Linked DNA regions of Mus musculus: region 2 is linked to region 1. The links are chromatin contacts, called in public HiChIP or PLAC-seq maps. All regions are on one chromosome and are shown on one strand. Each heading gives the region's core, a stretch centred on a gene start, on an enhancer-like site or on the middle of the called end of the contact. The rest is flanking DNA. Distances are from core to core; before and after follow the strand shown. Region 1 overlaps Pth1r (parathyroid hormone 1 receptor). Region 2 has its middle 8.1 kb from the start of Gm26409.

Evidence for each region. HiChIP or PLAC-seq counts read pairs in DNA pulled down with a chosen protein or histone mark.
Region 2: a contact with region 1 is called in an H3K4me3 HiChIP or PLAC-seq map of bone marrow-derived macrophages, with 5 times the contacts expected there. The contact joins two enhancer-like sites. A contact is called at or near these places in 2 of 39 promoter capture datasets (hippocampal neurons and stem cell-derived epiblast-like cells), 6 of 484 Hi-C or Micro-C datasets (the G1E-ER4 cell line, embryonic fibroblasts, embryonic stem cells and 1 more) and 1 of 115 datasets of contacts at active chromatin or transcription factors (bone marrow-derived macrophages).

Annotation. Positions count from the first base shown.
Region 1 is chr9:110,730,200-110,735,999 of GRCm38.p6, forward strand. It overlaps Pth1r (parathyroid hormone 1 receptor), which reads right to left. Exons shown (of 14, transcript NM_001083936.1): 2 at 1,339-1,441. Among named protein-coding and RNA genes, the nearest start is that of Gm35775, 8.7 kb to the right of the region's middle. Within about 2 kb of position 2,557, at least 166 of the 459 cell types and tissues checked have an H3K27ac peak or open chromatin away from gene starts, as enhancers often do. A contact at or near this core is called in bone marrow-derived macrophages, where this site is marked.
Region 2 is chr9:111,080,762-111,086,230 of GRCm38.p6, forward strand. No RefSeq gene overlaps it. Among named protein-coding and RNA genes, the nearest start is that of Gm26409, 8.1 kb to the left of the region's middle. Within about 2 kb of position 3,015, at least 3 of the 459 cell types and tissues checked have an H3K27ac peak or open chromatin away from gene starts, as enhancers often do. A contact at or near this core is called in bone marrow-derived macrophages, where this site is marked.

The DNA of each region.
Region 1 (5,800 bases), core at 1,307-3,806:
CTCGGGTCAGGGGCTTGCAGCTTCTACAAGAGCCCCTGAAGACACCACCTGAGCTGGGGCCTGACCTGTCCTCCTTGAAAAGACACTGGAGGCTTCTGTCCTTAGCCAGAAAGTCCTCACTATCTGACTTGTGTGACTTCAGCTGTAACCCAAGCTGGGGTACCTTGGGCACCCTCCTACGTTGGGGTCCGTGGGAAGCTGAGTCCAGGCAACCTGTACTGGGGTGACAATGACTGACAATGACTGACAATGGGGACTGGGGTGACAATGACTGACAGCATTCTCGCTCAGGGAGGGGTTCTGTGATAGATGAGGAGCCAGAGATGTACCCAAACTGTGGGTTCCACAACTAGGAAGAGGGCCCCATTTAGGATCATATGAGGTGTTCATCTGTCCCTACCCTCTGTGTGACAGGTGGGCCAGGATAGGTGGAGCTTGGTCTGCAGAGGAAGTTTTTACAAATGTGAACAAAGTCCTCTTGCTTCATAGAGAATCTGTCACCATTTGCTTGTGTCCTGGGTATGCTCTACTCCCAGCCCCCAGTAACCCGAGAGCCAGCTCCAGAGAGAAAGCTGCTCTGGAAGGACAGACAGTAAGCAAGGGTGATGAGATTGGCCAGACCTCAGAAGCCTGGATGAATGCCAATGTAGCCCATACCTGCTTCCAGGAAAGAGACTCACGGAAGGGGGCAGAGAGGAGACCCAAGATGGGAGATGCCCTCCTTACCCATGGCCAAGGTCCCTTAGAGATGCTGTGTGTGTGTGTGCGCGCACACACGCGCGGTCCAACGCCCTCTGTCCAGGCTATCGGCTGAGTGACACACACATCCCTGTCCCATCTAGTTCTAGGGATGCTGGTTCTATGCAGGAGCTTCCCATCCTTCCAGGCATGGCATGGCTAATCTTCTCTTTAAGGAAGTTGGCCCAGCCCACCCTGTTTGGACCAGCGCCCTCAGCAAAGTCCCTGGCTTGCCCAACCCCATCTAAATCCACTGGGACCCCGTGCTTTGTCTGCCTTCTCCATCTGCAAAGGGAGACCCACACATCTTTCAGCAAGTTTTCCAAAGGCTCTTGTCTCTCTCCCCCTCCCCAGCCCCCACATGGCCATGCCTGGGTCTGAGAGCTCCGGTGGGCAGACAGCACTTTCCCGAGTCCCGGAAGGTAAGGATCGCCTGAGCCTGTTGACTTCACCCTTGCCCGATCCATCTCTTTTAGGCCTTTACTCTGGCTGGGTCTCCCTTTCTTGAGCCCACCCAAGGTTAATGCCTCCAACTCCTTCACCCGATTGTCCCCCGCTTCCTAGACTCCCACCCTTTTCACATGCTGACCCCACCCCCACCTGCTGTGTGCAGAACTTCCTTGAGCAGCTTGTCACATTGCGCCTGGGCACGGTGCAGCAGGAAAATCTGTTCCTCTTTGGTAAAGACATCGTCTGCGTCCACCTGCCAAACCAAAGGTCAGACTGTAGGCAGCACTTCCAGGTGAGGCAGCTGGTTCCAAACTCATGCAACCTCCCCAGGGATTTCCCCCCTTTCGAAAAGTGATCCCTTCAGAGAGAATGTGGGGAGTCGGGGAGAGCATCTGCCTTCCAGAGCCTCCCTTTTAAAGTTTGAAGCCACGGTAACTCAATGGCTAGGACCTGCCCCCTTGCAGGGAGGAGAAAAGAATTGAAGCTGTCTTGTCTGTCTGTCCAGCAGTAACCCAGCATCCACTGGCATTCTTTGTCTAGTAACCCCCCCCCCAGGGGGGGGTGTATGGGAATGGTGGAATGTCCCAGGATGGAGCCTCACAGGGTCCTGACTGCCTGCTGGTGATCCAGGGTTAGATCAGGAGTGCTGAACTCTGAGGAGATAAATCCAGCCTGGATTCCTTCAAGTTTCAAGGCCCCCGGGGACCATGACAGCCACCATTTTCCATGCTGACCCAGTGGTCAGCCGGTGCTTTTCCCAGTGAAGGGTCAGAGTCTCACCCTTCCTACTGAGAGCCCCAAAGAGGGAAAATGGAGAAGCAGTGGGCTGGGCTGCACCCCCACATGCAGCTCGGCGCAGTCCTAGGAGCCCTTCATCCCACTGGAAGTTCCTCCATCCTAGCAGATGCTGCGGAGGACATGTGTAACTCAGCACAGGCCTTTGCTCCTGCTGACCTCTCTGAAAGAATGTCCTCTCTCCACTCTGTACACCCACGGGGACCCAGCAACATCATTTTAACCCCGGAAGAGAGAATAGTGCAAGGGGTCAGGGAGAGTCTCTTTCTGAGATGGTGGCTGCTGGAGGAGATCTGAGTCTCCCCTGACTTGGAAGCAGGGGCCAGCATCTTGCCTGGAAGGAGTACCGGGTGGGATACTCTGGGACAGCCCGGGGCAGTCAGAGCCATGTACCTCAGACCTCATGACTCCCCTAGAAAGCCTACCTCTTCCTTAAACTCCAAAGAACACAGCCTGATCACCCTGAACCGACAGCTCTGCCAGCCCATGCCTGGCCATGTAGGCGGGTCTCTTTAGTAAGGGTGGAGCTACGAGAGGCAGAGAACTTGGAGGCCTGGAAGGAAGGAGGCGGGTCAGGTTAGGGGCGGGCCGGCGGGAGGGGGCGGGCGGCCCGGGTCAGGGAGCCCGGCTGAAGGGAGAAGTTAATTGACCGCGTCTCTTGGCGGCAGCTGCTCCGGCTTTCAGGCCAAGGAGTCTCCAATTGGCTCCGCAGAGTTTTGCTGGTTTTACTTAGCGGAGGCGCGCTAGCGTCTTTGCGCGTGCGTGTGACTGGCTGCGCACACGCTGTCTGGCCAGTGTGTGAACTTCTGTGTGCCCCGTTTCTGTTAAGTTCTCATGAAGGAACTGCCTAACTCGTAAATTTGGGCCCTGGAGCCTGATGTGTTTGTGAAAACGCATGTGTACATGTTTGTGGGCTAAAGACTTTGTGAGGGCTTCTGGGAGCGTTGCCGAACTTCTCTAAAATGCATGTCTGTGTCTGCTGCTTCCGGAGCCTGAATCTGAAATGGACCCTCAGGACTCAGCTAGCCTTCATGCCTAGGGGTCCCAGGAAGGCTGAAGTGGATCCCCCTGGGCTGCGGGCTCTAACCCCTCCCCACTGCTCAGACCACACCTACGACAGAGCTGGCTGGGGCAGGCTGATAAGGATCAGCGAGGACAAATAGGCTTGTAAGATCCAGAGACCTCCAAAGCCACCCTGAAGCTCTCCTAATGCCTCTGACACTGGAGATCCAGCTACTGGAGGTCCGATTCTTACACAACCTCACTCCGATGACAGAATCTACTCCCTACCATTCATTCAGTCACTGTGGTTAATATCTCCATCAATTACTACTCCCTCCCAATCAGCACCAACATAACCATCACCACTCCCGAGGTTACCATCACCATTGCTGACAGGTCCGTTCCCACCATGAGCACTGCTGTTACCATCAATACAGCCACCATTACCACCACCATCATTGCCCTAATTGGGCCAACACCATTCCCGTCACCATTACTACGAGCACCATCACAGCATCCCCAGAATGAATGCCTTGACGTTATCACCATCAAGATCAGCACCACCACAGGCAACATCAGCACCATCACTAATTGTACCACTTGCTCCATAACCACCATCCATACCACTGCCTGGTCATTTCACTACCATATCCATTCTTTTATGGTCCCTTCCTTCTGCCCAACTCCACCCCTCCCAAGATCTGTAATTCGCCGTGGTTTTGTCCCAGTTTAAGGAGTGGGCGTACATGACTGACCAAAGCTCCCATCTCTGATGACTTGCCCATGCATTAGTTTCCTAATGGCCAGGCTAGCCACTGATGTGACCAGGGAGTTTAACCTGGTGGCCTAGATTAGAGGTAAGCAGTTGTGGATTGAAAACTTCCCAGCTAACACCCTGAGACTGACTAACATGGCCACTCAGAGGCTGGGATGGGGTGGCTGCTTAACCTTCCACCTGTCTCCTTCTCCAGAGTCTCGCTCCTGGACAGGGAAGGCCACATACTTCTAGCATCCTCCCCCATAAGCCTTCATCATCCCCAAGGGCAATGGCCTTGCCTCTGACCTCCCTGGGCGTTAAGATCTACTTCTTTGTCACACCACTGAAGACAGAGCTGCCATGCCGGATGTGGCTCAGAGTGAGGAAACACTTCTCCAAAGAGAAGAGGCAGCCATCTACCCAGGGCTTCCTCCCTGCTAGCCTTAGAACACAACTCCCCATCTGGAGTGCTCAGACACCCTTTCTTCTTTCAGCGTCAGGGATTCTCTACTAACACTAGTGCCAAATCCCACCTCCGCCATTGACCAGTGTCTCTGGCAAAGTCGCTTAAGCTCAGTGCTTTAGATGTCCTGTAACATCAGAGTGACAGCGAGGCTGTTGTGGATTTAAATGAACTACTACTGCCTCAAAAGCCGGGGCAGGGCAGGCAGAGGAAAGCTAGCTGCTGTTACAGCTTCTGTGAGCAACAGGACTAACTCACCACTCCCACCCCCAGCCCCACCCTAACCCCAGCCTTGTCTCTAGGGGTCCACAGCAAAGGGCTGATGGGTTGGGGACCCTGAGGGCCAGGAATGGGAGCAGTGCTGGGTGAGGCATGCTTGGGTTGACCCCTGAACTCACATCACCATTCGAGGTCACTGCCAGAACCCCCCCACCAAGATGACCAGTCCTCTATCCTATCTATCCTTAGAGGGATGAGGGGGAGAGATGCTGACAACTCTGACCAGACAGACATCATCACTGTCTGCTGCTCCCTTCCCCCTTCCCAGCCCAGTCACCTCCTTCCCCTGTAAGAGAGCTGTTTTCTTGGCAAAGCTCCTGAGTATGAAGGAATCAGGCTGTTATCTTCTTAGGTCCAGAATGTGTTTACCTTGAGTCTCAGGGGCAAGACTGAGGAACCAGGGATTGGGTCATGGCTAGGTATCACCAATGAGAGTATGACACCTGCCCTGAATCCTGTCTTCCCCTTTATGGATGAGGCTGAAAGTTCTTTCTGATTCACCTATCATAGCGCTCCTTCCAACAGCACGGCATAGAGCCTTCTTGTACAAACACAGCACATCTAGAGTGTGTGAACTTACAGGGGCTGATGTGACTTTAGCTCTGCGCTAGACAGGCTTGTGAGGCTCCAGATCATCCACAGACAGACAGGGGCTGAGGTGGGCAGGTAACTTACGCACCCCGTGTTGCCGAGCCAGCGGTGGTGCCCGTGTCGTCAGAGGGACTGTTCCTGAGTTCAGAAGCTCAGTCCCATGATCTGAGAACTCCCAGCCTCTGCATGCTGAGGTTACAGACGGACACCACATGCCTGGCTAGGCTGCTCTAATTTAGTTTAGCTCCCAGGAGACCCTAATCCCAGGGAGATCTCAATAAAGAACCGTGAGGTAGGAGGGTGCGGACGAAGCAGGGTGTGTCGAAGCTGGTGACTGATGAGGGTAAAGACAGTGCGGTCCATACCATCGCCCAAATGACGGCCACCACTCTAACTTCCTCTTCTCCCTGCCAGATTCCACACATTTAACGTCTGTCTCTGATCTCAGACGTGTCAAGAATCTACCCCATCAGACAAACTGGAGGACATGCAGGGGTTCCTTTTTCAGATCCAACACTTGTGCCTCTGTGCAAGGGGCTTCTATTGCGTAATATTTTCTTAGCAGGATGCCCTCTTGGGTCACATCAGCTACCCCCTTGCCAGGGTTAGCCTGGTCCCTTAAGGGACAGTGTGCTTTGCCTCCTTGCCTGCCACTGGAGAAGGCAGCAGACATTTGGTGTTCACCCCTGGATGCTCCTGTCGCACTGTCCTGTCTGTGTCTGCTG
Region 2 (5,469 bases), core at 1,765-4,264, 350 kb after region 1:
GAAGAGGGAGCAAGAGACAGCAAGAGGGCAAGAGCAAGAGAGCAGCCCCTAATAGTGGGTCAGGCCTACCTGACTGTTGCCAGGTAACTGTGGGGTGGAGTTTAGGCCGGATGCTAACAGGCAGGCTTCCCTTCCTCTTTTTATGAAGGGAAGAAAGGAGCTGAGGGGGCTAAATGTTTAAACCCACACTAGAGGAAACCCCTCCCAAGCAGGGTTGAGGGAACATCTCCGGAGCTGAGGGAACTCAGAGCTTAGAGTAGGCCTTGTTCTCACTTCCTCGTGTACTTGAGCCGTGATGCACAGTGGCTCTGCTTCTACGTGAGCATCTGCGGAAACCAGCCTTGACCTCAGGGTGGAACACTGAGAACTGCTATGTGCTAGGTTTATGGCAGCTTGACACAAGCTAGGGCCATCGGGGAGGAAGGAGCCCCCGGTGAGGAAATGCCTCCATGAGGTCCAGCTGTAAGGCATCTTCTCAATTAGTGATCAATAGGAGAGGGCCCAGCTCATGGTGGGTGGGACCATCCCTGGGCTGGTGGTCTTGAGTTCTATAAGAAAGCAGGCTGAGCAAGCCATGGGAAGTGTCTTATTCAGGGGTTCTATTCCTGCACAAAACATCATGACCAAAAAGCAAGTTGGAGAAGAAAGGGTTTATTTAGCTTACACTTCCACATTGCTGTTCATCACCAAAGGATGTCAGAACTGGAACACAAACAGGTCAGGAAGCAGGAGCTGGTGCAGAGGCCGTGGAAGGATGTGACTTACTGGCTTGCTTCCCTTGGCTTGCTCAGCTTGCTTTCTTATAGAACCCAGGACTACCAGCCTAGGGATGGCACCACTCACAAGGGGCCCTCCTCCCGTGATCACTAATTGAGAAAATGCCTTACAGCTGGATCTCGTGGAGGCATTTCCTGAAGGGGAACTCCTTCCTCTGTGATAACTCCAGCTGTGTCAAGTTGCCACAGAACTAGCCAGTACAGGAAGCAAGCCAGGAAACAGCACCCTTCCATAGTCTCTTTATCAGTTCTTGCCTCTGGGTTCCTGCCCTGTTTGAGTTCCTGTCCTGACTTCTTCCAATGATGGACTATGATCTGGAAGTGTAAGCCAAATAAATATTCTCCCCCCTAACTGGCTCTTTGGTCTTGGTGTTTTGCTTCAGCAATAGAAACCCTAACTAAGTCACCCAAGGAGGTCACGTGGCTAGACTTGGAGAAGCACATAATTACGGACTTCTGAGGGCTGGCTACTGACGTCATAGGCCAAGAGCACTGGGGATATGTCTGTGAACTGTGGGTACCAGGAGATAGTCAGTACTGCTGCTGGCCGCAGCACAGGACAGTGCTTGTCTGTCTGCAAGACAGAAAGACTAAGCAGGGTGACATTGAGGCAGCTCTAGCGCATGGCTGTGGAAAGATGGAAAAGCAAGCTCTAAGAATCCATTGGGCCCAGGTGAACCTGAGCACCAGGCAACAAAGCATCAGCCAGCAAACATCAGCCAGCTGTCCTCGTTCCCTCCCCGAGGCTAAGGGCAGTAAAGGAAGAATGAGGCCAGGCTGTGGCCATGATGCTTCTAAGAACACTAGGCTGGCTTCCCAAGACCTCTCTTATCTGCTGCCCTGCCTCAGAGAAGGAAGGGGGCTTAATGTGCCTGCCTCGCCTCAGCCCTTACTGACTTGCCTGGACTCTAGACACTTCTGCGTGTCTGGACAGCAAGCCTCAGCTGAGGGGTGAAAATTACTTTATTTTTAGAGTCAGATTACACAGAGTTATTGTCAGAGGTCAGGAAGTGGTGCCAGCTCAGAAATGCCCCCATTTTCCCTTTGGGGTACTCCCAGCGGTTCACACTGATATCTCAGGACTTCCCCTGCCCTTGTTAGGGGATGATGAAGTTGGGTCCTTTCCTCAAGCCCTCCTAAGTCCCTCAGTGAGGATGGGCTTGTGTCCTGTCACCAAGTGTTCACAAAAGAGTGGAAATAAACACCATGATCATTTACTGACATTTCTTCAGGAGGAGGTTGTCGGAGTCCCTGTTCTGTTGCTGTGAAGACTCAAGACTCAAGACTGCCATGACTCAGGCAGAAGCGTTTAATTGGAGGTTTGCTTATAGCTTCTGAGGGTGAGTCTGACCGTCATGACACACATGTCAGCACACAGGCACGCATGGCAATGGAGCAGCAGAGCTTATATATTTTGTTAGCAAGATGGAGGCAGAGAGAGAGCAAGAGAGCGAGAGCATGAGGCTGGACCTGGTGTGGCTTTTGAAACCTCAGTCTATCCCAGTGACATACATCTTCCAAGAAGGCCACACCTCCTAATCCTTCTAAATAGTTCACCAACTGGGTACCAAACATTCAAATATATGAGCCTATGGGGGGCCTTTCTCATCAAACCACCACAGAGGTCTTTTCATACTGAGAGACAGTTGAAGGGAGCTAGCAAACAGCCATAGTGCATGGCAGAGTAACCAGAAAGAAGAGTGGACCTTAGTCTAAAGATGGCAGTTTTGTTCTTAGGTTTCTTCTTCTTCTTCTTCTTCTTCTTCTTCTTCTTCTTCTTCTTCTTCTTCTTCTTCTCCTCCTCCTCCTCCTCCTCCTCTTCCTCCTCTTCCTCCTCCTCCTCCTTCTCCTTCTCCTCCTCCTCCTTCTTTCTCCTCCTCCTCCTTGCCCTCCTCTTCCCCCTCCTTCATCATCCTCCCCCTCCTTCCTCCTCCTCCCCCCTCCCCCTCCTTCCTCCTCCTTCTTCCTCCTTCCTCCTCCTCCTCTCCTCTTCCTCCTTCTCCTCTCCTCTTCCTCCTCCATCTTCTCCCTTCTTCTCCTCCTCCCCCTTCCCTTCTTCCTCCTCTTCCCCCTTCCCCTCCTTCTCCTCCTTCCTTCTTCCTCTTCCCCCTTCCACTTCTTTTCCCTCCTCTACATCCTCCTTCTTCAAAATTCAAGTGAAGTCTTACTTGTGTGACATATACAAATTTTCATCTTGTCAACAGAGTATCTGTTGACAGATCATCATTTTTACTGGAAATACTTCACTTCCCTTATTTTATTTTTCCATGTCCTTGGTAGCAAAAATTTAATCTGGTTGCACCACTTGACTTGTGTTTGAGTCTAAGTTTATGGCATGGTAATAATAGCATGAACTCTTCAGATGCTCTGCTTTAAAACAGCAGCCCATGGGTCTAGGAAGATGGATCAGACAGGAAAGTGTTCACTGTTCAAACATGAGGACCTGAGTTTGGGGTCCCAGAACCCATGTGAGAAGCTGGGCATAGCAGTAGTTCCAGCACTGGGGGGCCTGCTGGCTGGCTCTGTCAAACCAAATAAGTGAGACCCAGATTCAGGGAAAGGCACTTTCTCAAAAACTAAGGTTGGAGGGGCAGGGGCTGGAGAGAGGGCTCCGTTGTTGTTAACAGGGCCTGCTGCTCTTCCTAAGGGCCAGAGTTCAGCTCACAGCACTCACATCCAATGAAGTCACAGTTGCCTGTATCTCCAGCTCCAGGGGACTTAGTGCTGTTTTCTGGCTTCCATGGGTTACACACACACACGCACATGCACGCACACACACACACACACACACACACACACACGCACGCACATACAGGCACACACAGGCACACACACACTTAAAGTAAAATGAACCTTGTAAAAGAATGAAATTGAGGCCAGCCAGATGGTTCAGCAGGTAAGGGTGTCCTAAGTTTGATCCCTGGTACCCACACAATAAATGGAGAGAACAAATTCCCAGATGTTGTCTTCTGACCTCCGCATGTTCACCTACACAAATGGTTAAATACTAAAAAAAAAAAAAAAAAAAAAAAAGAGAGGTAAAAGAGGAAGATAGTGCATGCATATATACAAATACATATATATCATCTCACACGCTAGTATATAATAAGAGAGACAGAGAGAGAGAGAAAAGAGACGGGGGGGGGTGGGGGAGACAAACACTATCCCACCAAACTCAGACATTGGATTGAGTCTGGGCAACGTGAACCGAGAAATGGAAACTATTTTAATCCATATATCTGAAGAGTTCAGGGCATAACAAAAGCTTTTCCAGAAGTGTGTTTATATGTTTTATTATCAGAAACAAAATGAGAGATTTTATAAAATTTGCAACAAAATTGTTCCAAGGTATAATAAGACACAAATAAAACTGTAAAGTCTATTACTGAGGGAGGTTGGTACCCATGGAGGGGGAAGCTCTTTTCTGAGGAGAGGAGAGGAGAGGAGAGGAGAGGAGAGGAGAGGAGAGGAAAAGGAGAATGGGGGAGGGTGGGACTGGATGGGGGGCTTCAATTAAGATGTAAAGTGAATTTAAAAAATTTTGGGGAGCTGGAGAGATGGCTCAGCAGCTAAGAACACTGACTGATCTTCCAGAGGTCCTGAGTTCAATTCCCACCATCTGATGGTAATGGGATCTGATGCCCTTTTCTGGTGTGTCTGAAGATAATGACAGTGTACTCACATACCATAAATAAACCTTTAAAATTTTTTTTTCTTTAAAATGAAACGTGTATTGCTTTAGGACTGCGGGATGGCTAAGCAGATAAGAGTTTTTGTCAGCTGACTTTGCAATCCTGAAAACCTGAGTTCTAAGGCAGAGATCAGCCCAGCTTCCTGAAGAGGCTCAGATCACCTGAGCTACTGGGAAAAGACATTCTCCAACCTGCTGAGCTGCCTGCGGGCTGTGCAGTGAGTTGCAGGTTCCCAGCTTCGGTGAGCTGACATGGTGAGCTGACACCCATGCTGGGTGGACTTTGGTGATGCAGCTGTCTTTCAGTCAGTTTTGCTCCTGTGAGTGACCCTTCACCCACATTCCTTTCCTGTAAGTGATCTCAAGAAAGCTCACTCACCAGGTTAGACTTCAATGATGCCCGTAACTCTGTTTTTTAGTTCCCTATCTGGGGTGAGTAGACACTTGTTCATGCCTCCGAAGGAATAGTGACACACAACAGGTAAATTCTCAGGAAATCACTTAGAGAAACTTATTAGCATAGAGATTTCAGAATGGCTGATTCAAGGCTGGGCCCTAAGAGATAGCAGTTGGAAGAGGGGGGCGGTTTTTAATCATTCCTCATTTACTCTGCCTGAGAATGCTCGAGAAATGCTGTGCAACTGCAAACTTGATTTGCCTCCAGTCCTTTCATCCCCGCAGAAGGTGTGCAGTGGCCATGTCTCTTTGCACCCAACAAACTCAGAGAAGTTACGGAGAGTGCCCATCACTTGTACTTCACGAATGTTATAAAAATGGTTTTCAGCTCCACTTGCTGAGCCCACGGTTGTTAGATCCTGTTCATAAAAAAGAAATGAGCATGATAAGGGCTTGCTTCCTGCTGAGTAAGGCACCGAAAAAGAATCTGTGACGATGTGAATACAAACTTTATGGAAAATTGCAACTCACCATTTTTTTTTTTAATGCAGCAAAAGACGGCAGGGAAGATTCTGGCATCTGGAAAGGAGCCTTCTGGACTTGAAG